Regions from separate parts of the Mus musculus genome. Here regions 1, 2 and 4 are each linked to region 3. A link is a contact called in public ChIA-PET, Hi-C and HiChIP or PLAC-seq data. All regions are on one chromosome and are shown on one strand. Each heading gives the region's core, a stretch centred on a gene start, on an enhancer-like site or on the middle of the called end of the contact. The rest is flanking DNA. Distances are from core to core; before and after follow the strand shown.

What was found. Hi-C and Micro-C count contacts between places; a contact is called where the count stands out from the background. ChIA-PET counts read pairs in DNA pulled down with a chosen protein or histone mark. HiChIP or PLAC-seq counts read pairs in DNA pulled down with a chosen protein or histone mark.
Region 1: a contact with region 3 is called in a Hi-C map of the P5424 cell line, with 2.5 times the contacts expected there. The contact joins two enhancer-like sites. A contact is called at or near these places in 16 of 39 promoter capture datasets (the 3T3-L1 cell line, 3T3-L1-derived adipocytes, the C10 cell line and 9 more), 6 of 15 datasets of contacts at CTCF or cohesin (embryonic stem cells, large pre-B cells, pro-B cells and 1 more), 97 of 484 Hi-C or Micro-C datasets (the AML12 cell line, the AtT-20 cell line, B cells and 49 more), 11 of 115 datasets of contacts at active chromatin or transcription factors (astrocytes, bone marrow-derived dendritic cells, double positive thymocytes and 3 more) and 1 of 9 other capture datasets (embryonic stem cells).
Region 2: an H3K27ac HiChIP or PLAC-seq map of double positive thymocytes shows a contact between it and region 3, with 3 times the contacts expected there. The contact joins two enhancer-like sites. A contact is called at or near these places in 4 of 39 promoter capture datasets (3T3-L1-derived adipocytes, cranial neural crest, liver and 1 more), 5 of 115 datasets of contacts at active chromatin or transcription factors (double positive thymocytes and embryonic stem cells) and 1 of 9 other capture datasets (embryonic stem cells).
Region 4: a contact with region 3 is called in an RNA polymerase II ChIA-PET map of memory CD8 T cells, with 7 read pairs. The contact joins two enhancer-like sites. A contact is called at or near these places in 1 of 39 promoter capture datasets (embryonic stem cells) and 1 of 115 datasets of contacts at active chromatin or transcription factors (memory CD8 T cells).

What each region holds. Positions count from the first base shown.
Region 1 is chr6:71,795,477-71,798,176 of GRCm38.p6, reverse strand. The region is part of intron 6 of Reep1 (receptor accessory protein 1); the gene reads right to left. Among named protein-coding and RNA genes, the nearest start is that of Mrpl35, 27 kb to the left of the region's middle. Within about 2 kb of position 1,291, at least 4 of the 459 cell types and tissues checked have an H3K27ac peak or open chromatin away from gene starts, as enhancers often do. A contact at or near this core is called in the P5424 cell line, where this site is marked.
Region 2 is chr6:71,756,380-71,759,079 of GRCm38.p6, reverse strand. It overlaps Reep1 (receptor accessory protein 1), which reads right to left. Exons shown (of 7, transcript NM_178608.4): 2 at 2,644-2,700. Among named protein-coding and RNA genes, the nearest start is that of Reep1, 50 kb to the right of the region's middle. Within about 2 kb of position 1,344, at least 136 of the 459 cell types and tissues checked have an H3K27ac peak or open chromatin away from gene starts, as enhancers often do. A contact at or near this core is called in double positive thymocytes, where this site is marked.
Region 3 is chr6:71,306,367-71,309,066 of GRCm38.p6, reverse strand. No RefSeq gene overlaps it. Among named protein-coding and RNA genes, the nearest start is that of Gm1070, 14 kb to the right of the region's middle. Within about 2 kb of position 1,291, at least 20 of the 459 cell types and tissues checked have an H3K27ac peak or open chromatin away from gene starts, as enhancers often do. A contact at or near this core is called in the P5424 cell line, double positive thymocytes and memory CD8 T cells, where this site is marked.
Region 4 is chr6:70,823,863-70,826,562 of GRCm38.p6, reverse strand. No RefSeq gene overlaps it. Among named protein-coding and RNA genes, the nearest start is that of Gm30331, 10 kb to the right of the region's middle. Within about 2 kb of position 1,347, at least 344 of the 459 cell types and tissues checked have an H3K27ac peak or open chromatin away from gene starts, as enhancers often do. A contact at or near this core is called in memory CD8 T cells, where this site is marked.

The sequences.
Region 1 (2,700 bases), core at 42-2,541, 490 kb before region 3:
TCCTTGGGATGCACAGGGCCGAACGCTCATGTCCCTGGTTCTCTTCAGACCATCCTCTGTTTCCTGGACCCATACATGCCACTGCTTTTATCCAGCACTTCACTAACTCCCCTTCCTCAAGGAGCATGAACTCCAACATCTACACACATTCCTTTGCTTAACTGTGCTCTTGCAAACTCTATATTCTTTTGTATAATATGTGTATTGTTGTGTGTATATATGTGTGTGCGTGTGTGTGTGTGTGGGAGGTGAGCCCACCCCGGCTTGTGCGTGTAGAGGTGAGAGCTTGATGTTGGTTTTTTTGTCTTGCTTGCCACTTTATTTTTTTGAGAAAGGAGCTCTCACTGAACTTGGGGTTCACTGGCTCATCAACCTGGACGAAGTCTCAGGATCTTCGTGTCAGTACCCTCCAGTCAGTACCCTGGCGTTACAGGCTCATGCTACAGCGCCAGGCTTTTACACAGACTCTGGGGATCCAAACTCCGTTCTCATGCTTACAAAGTAAGCAGTAACCAGCTGAGCAGTCCCAACCCTCCCCCAGGCTTTCATCTATCTATCTATCTATCTATCTACCTACCTACCTACCTACCTACCTATCTATCTACCTATCTATCTATCTATCTATCTATCTATCTATCTATCTATCTATCTATCTATCTATCTACCTCTATCTATCTATCTATCTATCTATCTATCTATCTATCTATCTATCTATCTATCTATCTACCTCAACCTGAGTTGTCTCAGCTCCTGTCTCCCATTAGAAGTCTGAAAATGGTCTTTATTTTCTTCTCTCTCGTTCCCCTCACAATCCCAAGACACAAGATGTCTAGGACACGGTGGGGCCATTCCTCCAGAGAAAGCTGAAGGGACAGGGAGCTGCACAAGGTCAGATACTCTGCTGTGACTTAGGCATCTTTCTGAGAAAAGTTCTGAGGCTGGTGGCACACAGAGCAGAGGGGAGGAAGTGGGCTCTCATCTTTCTGTCTGAGGTGACTTTTGATTTAGGCTCAGAGCAGCTGGGGAGAGTGCTACCTTCCCTGGCCTCCCCATCACAGGCCAGCACCTCCCTCTCTTAAGGGAGGTCTCAGGGTGGCAAAGGATCTCCCCCCCTCTGCCAGCATCAAAACAAAGCACCCCCAACCTTCCCTGTCCATGGCTGGGCTGGAAGCCGCTTCCGGCCTCAGAGACATCCACATCACCTCTGAGATGCCGCCAAGCTCCTCTCAGTTCATTCTGAGCCCTGACCTGAAAAGTCTAACAAGAGGAGGTCTGGGCAGGAGGCCCAGGTTCTGGTCCTGTGTGGCCTTGGCAGAGTGCGTGACCTCTCTGTGCCTGCAGCCTCTACTTGGTTCTCTCCTGTATGGCAAAAATAGACTCTTAAAGGGACAGGTTTGCAGGGCTATCTGGGTTCACGTCCTAGCCAAAGCAGGACTCCCTGCCTGCCCTTTCAACTTTGGTGTGGGCCATTCCAGAATCAGGGCTCACACTGCCTCACAGAGAGAGAAGCCCTTGTGTCTCCTGAACCCTTTCAGGATTCTAAAGTGATTTCTTGAATGAGATGAAGACATAACAGGGTTTACAACAGTGGTTACTTTACTTACTGCTTACTGACACCAGGCATGGACAGCCCTGAGCACTCTGACTGCTTATTCCAATTGAATCCTCATAGCCAACGTTCCTCCTCTCCAGTCCTGCAACCCTGCTTCTAGGGGGTAAACATCTCCCACTTAAAATATACGACCTTCAAACCTAGGGGTGGTGCAGGTCCTGAGTAGAGAGGAAGCTGAGGGGTACCAAGCAGGGTTGATGGTCCACGCCATGTGCAAGCCCTCAGAGCCCAAGAGCCTTTGGAGGTGCCTCTTACAGTACACAATAAGGGTCCGAGTGCCCTGGAGGTCCTGGTCTGCATGTTTAAGGGCAGGAAAGACACTGGGTACATAATACATATTCCAAAACAGCCCAAATCCTAGTTCTTTTTTACAAGGAGGGTAAAGGTGATGACTTGGCACCTCCTCCACACGTCCTGCTGTCCACCATTTTCTATCAACAGCTTTGGCTCTGCTCCCGAGTAACTGTCATCTTCTAAGAGTCCATCTTGGAAACTGACAGCGTCCCGTCCATACACTGACACCCCCCCCCCAGAAGCTCCAAGTCCATATGGATAGATTAGATACTGGATTCACACCTCAACCTACACAGCTGGGTTTCACGCAAACCTTTTGAGACCTCTGAAGACAGGCCCAAGATCCCACACATTAAACAGGGTTAAGCCCCATATGGGCAGTCTCCTGCCAAGTGCTTAACCATGAGAGGTCGATTTCCAGTTATTGAAAGGACTTGGCCTCCCCAGGAACCTCAGGCCCAGTGTGGTCCTTGGTAGTCGCAGATGTGAGCACGCTTAGGGAGTAGGTGGTCGGAGATGAACTGGAGACAGTGCAGAGTGAGGAGAGGAACTACTCGGGGAGAGGGGAGGCCCACAGTGTCACCAGGCCTGGGGAGTGGGAGAAGGGGGTCATGAGACCTGAGTGTGGGGCTAAGGAGAATAGAAAGGACTCCCAAGGCCCAGACTTGTTCCTGCTCCAGACTTGACCCAGGTATAGCACCCAACACCTTGATTCCTCAGACAATGATGAAGGAGCAGCAACTATCTGATGCTTATGACCTAACCTGCCCAAGGCACAGTCCCCAGCCCAGCTT
Region 2 (2,700 bases), core at 95-2,594, 450 kb before region 3:
TCAACCTATAGCTTGTCCTGCCTGCAGCGTGTTCTGGGACCAGAGCCTAACAAAACAAACATCAAAGAGTCCGGAGAGAGTTCATCCAGCAACTGATGGGGACAGGTGCAGAGTCCTACAGCCAACCATTGGGCAGCCCAGGGAGCCCTGCAGAGGAGCAGGAGGAAGGATCAGAGGAGCCAGACGGGTCAGGGACACACAGCCCACAGAATCAACTGACTGGGACTCATGGGAACTTAAGAGAGCAGGGAACCTGTATGGGTCTGACCTAGGTCCTCTACTTATGTGCTACGGATGTGTTTTTTTGTGGGAATCTTAACATTGGGAGCAGGGGCTGTTCCTGACTCTTTTGTCAACTCCTTTCCTCCTGCTGGGTTGCCTTGTCCAGCCTTGATGATGGTACATGCCGGGCCTCACTGTTGCTGGGTCTTACTGTAGCTTGTTATCCAGTGTTTGGTTGATGTCCCTGGGAGGCCTGCCTGGTCTTTTCTGAGGGGAGGTGGAAGGGGGTTGATCATGGAGAAAGGGGAAGGTGGGTGGGGGGGGGGGGAGAGAAACTGCAGGCAGGGTGTAATATATGAGAGAAGAATAAAAAAGAAAGAAAAAAAGAAAAATAATTCCCTAGATCAAATTGACCTGTGGCCATGCCTATGAGAGACTGTCTTGATTGTTAATTGATATGGGAGGGATCTGCCCACTGTGGGCAGCGCCAATCCCTGGGCAGGTGGTACTAGGTGGTATAAGGAAGTTAGCTGACCATGAGCCCAAGTGAGCCATCAAAACAGCATTTGCCATGGTTCTGCTAGACTTCCTTGGCTGTGAGTGAATTTCTATGTTAGAGGCACTCCTGCATGACTAGCAAGCAGCCTGCCTTTAAGATCCTGCTTGAGTTCTTGCCCTTGCTTCTCTCAGTGATGGAGATCATCAGTGATGGAGTCATCTAGACGTTTAAGCCAACTTCTTTTCTTCCCCAAAGTTGCTTTTGGTCAAAGTGTTTCCTTATTTAAAGTTTTAAGATTTCTTTTTATTTTTTTAATTCCTGTCTGTCTGTCTGTGTCTCTGTGCCTTGCTCTCTCTCTCTGCGTGTGAGTGTGTGTGTGTGTGTGTGTGTGTGCGTGAGTGTGTAGTAATGTGTGTTTAGGTGCTTTCAGAGAGCAGAAAAGGGCATCAGATGCCCTAGAATTGGAGTAACAGGTGTTGAGAGCCACTTAATTCAGGTCCTCTGGAAAAACAGCAAGTGCTCTTACCACTGAACCATCTCTCCAGCCCCTAGTCCGAGCATTTCATCACAGCAACAGAAATAAAATCAAACAGACCACAAGAAGGAAACATGAACCGTGTGAGTGCACATGTGATATGGCACTGAGCATGCTAGAGTGGGGGCTTTGAGAGTACGCACTGAACATATGTGACAGTGTGCGTGTGTGAGGGGCAGCAGGAGGAGGCAAGTCTCCCCTGATTCTCCTCAGCTCCCATCTCCCAAAGCCAGTTTTACCCAGAAACCTTCTAACCTTAACTGCCAAGCTCCCCCATGGGGAAGTGTGCACACCCCAGCCAACAGACAGCTGTTCTACTTGTCAGTTAGGTCTCACTCAAAATGAATGAGCTGCCACTCTGGCCATACACCAGGCTCCTGTGAGCTGAGTCAGCACAGAACGATTTACCAGGGTTTGATCTCGCCCAGCTGCCTGCGAGCAAGCGTGCTCAGCCCCTGCCCTGGAGCGGATCAGCCTTGAATTACAGAGACCTCAGTAAGGCCTCCCTCCCAGGCCCAGCTGCTGAGTACCACAGGTGGGGAGGGCTCGGGAGGGGGAAGCACTGGAAGAAGAAGCTGCCTATTGCTTTAGCCTGGGCTGTGTCAGTTGAGAACTGGGAGCCTCTGTGTTTGCAGCTTTTTGGCTATTTATAGCATGGGCACAGGGCTGTCCTCACACATACCAGGGATGGGCCTCCAGAAGTCACCCACTCTGGGTCCCCTGTTAGGAGCAGCTGAAGTAAGTGGTTCTGGGAACAGGGAGCAAGGGGGCTGGGCTTTGGTTGCAGCTGAACTGGAGGTGTTCATCATAAAGACTTCTTGGGAAATCCACGAAAATAATGACTTTCAAGCTAGCTCTGAATTAATCCATTCATACTTTAAAAGATTTTGCTTTTCCATTGCCATGGGCTCAGCTCTCTGCCAAGTGCTGCAGAGAGCTGATTAGGAACACCCCCACCCTCAAAGAGCTGACACGTCAACCAGGCTAAAACTGGTGTCGGAGGACAGACTGGAAGCGGGTCAGAACCAGCGAGCCAGGTAATAACCCAGGTCACATGGCTTCTCAAACCTGTGTGCCGTCTCTGGGGGAAGAAGGTGGTCTGTGGTCTGTGGTCTGCAGTTCCCCGGGTGAGGGAACTGGCCAGAGAGATGAAGTCACCATGGCACCTGACCCCGAGTCCCAGATTCAGTTTCTCCTTACAGTTCGCTGCTTTCCTCACTTTGATACTTAGGGTCTGGACAGGGGACAGCTTTGGATGGGGACAGGACTTCTGAGGAGTCACATGAGAAGGGTGATAGGTTCCCTTCTGCCACAGACCCAGACTAAGGGACAAGTTCCTCCACCATTCACGCTGAGCCACCCGCCCCCAGTGAGCGGCTTCACTTACATATTCTTTAATGTCCTTGGACTTCACAGCCTTGTATGAATAATATGCAGGATAAAG
Region 3 (2,700 bases), core at 42-2,541:
TACATGGTGGGACCCGTTTCAGAAGAAAGAAGAGAGGGAGGGAGGTGGGAGGGAGGGAGGGAGAGAGAAAGAGAGAGAGAGAGAGAGAGAGAGAGAGAGAGAGAGAGAGATCTGACAAGATAGCTCAGTGGGTAGAGATGCTTGCTACTAAACTGGATTGCCTGAATCTAATCCCTGGAACCTATAAGCTAGAAGTTGTCTTCTGACCTCCACATGTGCCACATACAAACTCACACAAATAAACAGATAATGCAATAAAAATAAATAAATAAATAAATAAATAAGAGAGAAAGGAAATATTCAAATAAGATCCTCTCTCTCTCTCTCTCTCTCTCTCTGTGTGTGGTGTGTGTGTGTGTGTGTGTGTGTGTGTGTGTGTGTGTGTGTTTTAAGGGTCTTTGCCTGTTGAATATCTCGTCCACCCCCTTTCAGTCACATTGAAGCATTCTAACAATCTTGGCCAGGGCTGGATCCTAGTTGAATAGTAGAGCAAGCATATGGAAGAATACACACAGTGTGAGCAGTGCTCTCAGAGTTAAGAAGAAGGTGTTAGTTCCCGTGGAACTGGACTTGCAGACAGTTTTGAGTCACCATGTGGGTTCTAGGAAACAGACCCAGAGTCCTGGGCTGAAGCAGTAAAGAGCACCGACTGCTTCTGAGTTCAAATCCCAGCAACCACATGGTGGCTCACAACCATCCATAATGAGATCTGATGCCTTCTTCTGGAGGGTCTGAAGACAGCTACAGTGTACTTACATGTAATAAGAGAGAAATACATCTTTAAAAAAGAAAAGAGAACAGACCCAGAGTCCTCTGCAAGATGAGCCAGTGCTCTTGGCTGCTGAGCCACCTCTCCATTCTTATTCACCAAACATTTTTTGCATTTATTGTGTACATATTCCAGCACAAATCTGTCCCCTGGATGTGTTTTACATAAACTCTACCATCCAGTTTGATCTTTCCTTCTCCACACATGTGCAGGACAAGAGGGAAGGAGATATCTGTGTTGCAGGTGGTAGTGTAGAAAATGTATCTATCTGAGTTACATCATCTCCATTTATCTCCCTTTCCACACCAATGCCATCCATCTCTAGCAACATAATTTCTATCTATATAGCAAAACATCCACAGTAATAATACATATGTAATGTGTGTATGAGGTTATTTCTCACAGTTCGAAATACTCTGAGCGGTTGATCTAAAATCAACTCATGTTCTGAAAGACTTTGTGCTGTGCTATATGCCTTCATCTCTGCTTTGCCGTCGGTCTTAGCTCTTTGCTCTAACCTAGCAAGGAGAGAGGATGTTAGCCGCTAACCACCATCCACACCCTTGTTTGAGCAGCAGCTGTATCGTGCCCTGTGCCTGTTTGTGAGACAGAAACCTGCACCTGCTCTGGACATTGGCTCACTGTGTAGCATTCTGTGTTCTACCCCATGCGTGGCAGCACGTGTGGTTATGGGGCACGTGTTCTGCTATTCCAGGCCCCATACATTCCAGGCAGTGCCATTCCTGTCTACAGGGAGTATACAGTCTTTGTGGGATAGACAAATAATAAAAAGGCACTAAGAAAAATTGGACAATTTGTACAGCGTTACAATAATTTGAAGGTTTTAGTGGAGTACTGGGGAGGTGGCTCAGTCTTTAAAACACTTGCCTCATGCATGTGTGGACCAGAGTTCAGATCCTCTGACTGTGTATAATGCCTAGTGGGTGTGACTGTTCACCTTCAATGCCAGAATAGTCATGGAGACATGGGATCTGATCTCATTGGAGAGTAATCTGGCTAGCAAGACTAGCTACATCAGTGAGCTCTGGGTTTGATTGAGACTCCCTGTCTCAATGAATAATGTGAATGAATAATCCAAGATGACTCCTGATATTAGCCTCAGACTTCCACATGCATATGCCTCAATCTGTGCCCAAACACATGGATGTGTGTGCAGACACACACACATGTATACACACAAACATACATACATACATACACACATACATACACACACACAATGGGAAAAGAAAAATAATAAATTAAGATTCGTTTTTCCTTTGAGACCATCTCATGCATCCTAGGCTGTCCTTCAACTGACTACATGTCTGCGGGTGACTTTGAACTCATGATCCTCCTGCCTGTTCCTCCCAAGTGCTGGGATTACAGACATGCATCACTATGCCTGCACTAGTCTAAAGATCTTAGCTGGTTTCTTTTCTATTCTAGAATAGGGCAAGAGTACAGTTCATAAAACAGAATCAGTCTTCCTAAGAGCTGAGCTAAGGAGACCAGCTTTCTAGACAGAGAAGGACCAAAGCAATCAGAAACAAAAGCAAGTCTGGACCAGGCTGTTTCAAAGGCTCTACCTTCTAAGGTGGGGACAGAACAATGGAAAATTAGCTGATTGGTAAATATTTGATCATTTCAGTTTTTCAAATGATTAAGTGATGCAAGAATCATCATTACCATGAATGAATAACCCACCAAAAGGATCTGACAGTTACCTCTCATTTCTTTGGCTTCTCTCTCTCTCTCTCTCTCTCTCTCTCTCTCTCTCTCTCTCTCTCTCGGTTTATTTATTTATTTAATGCATATGAGTACACTGTAGTTGTCTTCAGACACACCACAAGAGGGCATCGAATTCTATAACAAGTGGTTGTGAGCCACCATGTGGTTGTTGGGAACTGAACTCAGGACCTCTGGAAGAA
Region 4 (2,700 bases), core at 98-2,597, 480 kb after region 3:
CCTTCTAGATACAGCAGGATGTATACTCACTAATCTAGGTGCTTCCTAATGCTTTCAAGATGACACAAGCACTATCCTGTCAGAGTCCTCCATGCCTTTTGCAAACCGGAGGAGGTGACTGCAATCAAGGGACAATAGAATTTTCTTTCAGTGGTGGTGGTGGTGGTGGGGTCCTAGTTTTGTGGCTGGTAGTAGTTACACTATTCTGGGATAGTTTTCTGTAAGGCTTCAAGGAACATTAGTCAAAGCTCTTCTGTGACAAGCCATACAAACCAACTCTTACAACTTTTAGAGAAAAAAATTTAAGACTATTGCAAGAATATAAGTACCTCACAGAATTAAAGGGAACACACCATGGTCTGGATATAAGGTACTTTCTTGAGGATTCCTAGGTTGGAAGCCTGACCCATCGTATACTGCTATTGAAATGGTGGGAATTTGAAGAGGTGGGCTTGGTAGGAGGTTTTCTAAAAATATGTATTTATTTATTTTTATTTTCTCTCTTTGTGTGTGTGCGCCCGAGTGCAGGTGTGTGTACTGTATGCATGCCATGCCTGAAGAGGCCAGAAGCAACAGATCCCCAGGAAATGGAGTTGTAAATAGTTGTGAGCCTTCATGTGGGTGCTGGGAATCAAACCCAGGTCTTCTCTCTCGAAGAGCAGCCAGGGCTCCGCTGCTCCAGCTCTCCAGCCCCGAGTCATCATGGGCACCACCCTCAGACAAGAATAAGAGAATTATCTCCCACAAGAGTGAATTGTTACAGAAGTCTCAGCCTGAACCCCTGAGTACCGTCTGGCCTTCTGGCTCTCATCTGACATTGTGATCTCACCCGCTTGCATGCTTTCCTACCAGCATAATAGCCTTTGGGGAACTGAACAGGCACTAATGTCACACCCGTGAACAGAAATTCCCCAGAGAGAGGAATGGACCTAGCTTTTGGGTTATGGGTATATTTTGAAGGGGGCAGGGCTTGGTCACAGTCCTCTCATGACCACATACAGAAGGTAGAAGAGGGGTATCTTCCTATAGAGAAACAGTGGGAGGATGACTATGTCAAATACCAGGGCTGAAGAAATGGCTCAGTGGTTAAGAGCACTGGCTGCTCTTCCAGGGAACCTGGGCTCAATATATATATATATATATATATAATGATATATATGGTATATATTATATGGTGTTTCTTTTAAAAGAAAATGACAATCTACACACACACACACACACACACACACACACACACACACACACACACACACACACATACCCAGGCTGACTATAGCTGTTGGTTTCCTTGAACTTCTGATCTTTATGCTTCCACCTCCTGAGAGCTGGGATTACAGCCTGCACCATCACACCTGGTTTATGTGGTACGAGGGATCAAACCTCTCTTTGCGTCAGAGTTGTCTTGTGGCATAGCCCACATCCTGTTTCAGGAAGATGAACAGGTAGATGACATGGGGGCTCCAGGTCCTCAGCTACCACCTGTCACTTAGTATACACTTATTAAACATTCGATGCTGTAAATGACAGTTAAATAAATGCATGACTAACATGAACGGTATTTGCCTGGACTTGTTCTGAAATGAGGATCCGGGGCCTCCACCCTTCTCTAACACTGAGTATAGAGTCTCCAGGAAAAAACAGTATGGTCAGTCCCCACACTCAGCACCTCGGCGACAACCACGATCAGAGAGAAAACTGAACTGACGCAGACAACCTCTGTCCTGTGTAGAGAAACACAGGCCGTACTTTGCACTGATCTTGTTCACATATCCCCACACCTTGCTGTGGTTATCAGTCTGCAGCTCCTGGGTTCCCGTTGCCGCTGCAAAGGCGACTTTCTGCTGGCTCAGAAGCAGGAACTGTGCGCTGCTCATCCATTCTGATTGGCTGAGGAGCTGCGTTCTCCGCACGGTGACAGTCACCTGACCCTGAAGCTCCGCTTCTGTCCTATTCATCTGACCTAGCCTGAGTTGTGTTTTTCTGGAATGCCTGAGGCGGGGCTGTGGCTGTTGTTCCTGGGTGGGGCTAGAGAACTCTGCATTATTTTCTAGTTTATCCAAAGGGGGACTAGCAGAGCTGGGACAGTGAGATCCCAGAGGCTGAAGGTGGTATATGCCCCCTCCCCCTGGCCACTTCCTTGATCCTCACCTCTCTTCCGCTAGTTTGGAGGTTGGGAACCGCTGTTTAGTAGGAAAACTCTACCTTTAGACCTGAAAAGACGGGTATTTTCATACACAACACTGGCCTCCCACATTCCTGACAACAGGGAATGCTTTCCTGGTACCACGGGAGCTGCTCGGCCAGGCAGGCAGATGTCAAAGGAAGATGTCAAAGGCAGGTGAGGGTTCCTTGGTGGGAGAGAAAAATCTCTCTGGGACGAGGCCAGTGGAGGAGCGACTGCTGGTATTCACAGCTAATAAAGCTCCCCACCAACCCTGCCCACTTCATTCTACGCAAGCTTTTGGCTGTTTCTCAGTGTGTGTTGAGGGTGTGGGACTCCCATTTTTCTGCTTTGGTCCTTTCCCATCTCCACCTCTCCAGTGCTAGAATTACAGGTGTGTGCCGCCATGCCTGGTTAACGGGGTGCTGGGAATTGAACCCAAGGTTTCAGGCCTGTTAGGCAAGCACTCTGTCAACTGAGCTACAGCTTTAGCCTCTTTTTGAGGTTGTTGCCGTTTGTTTATAATTTTTCTTTGGTGG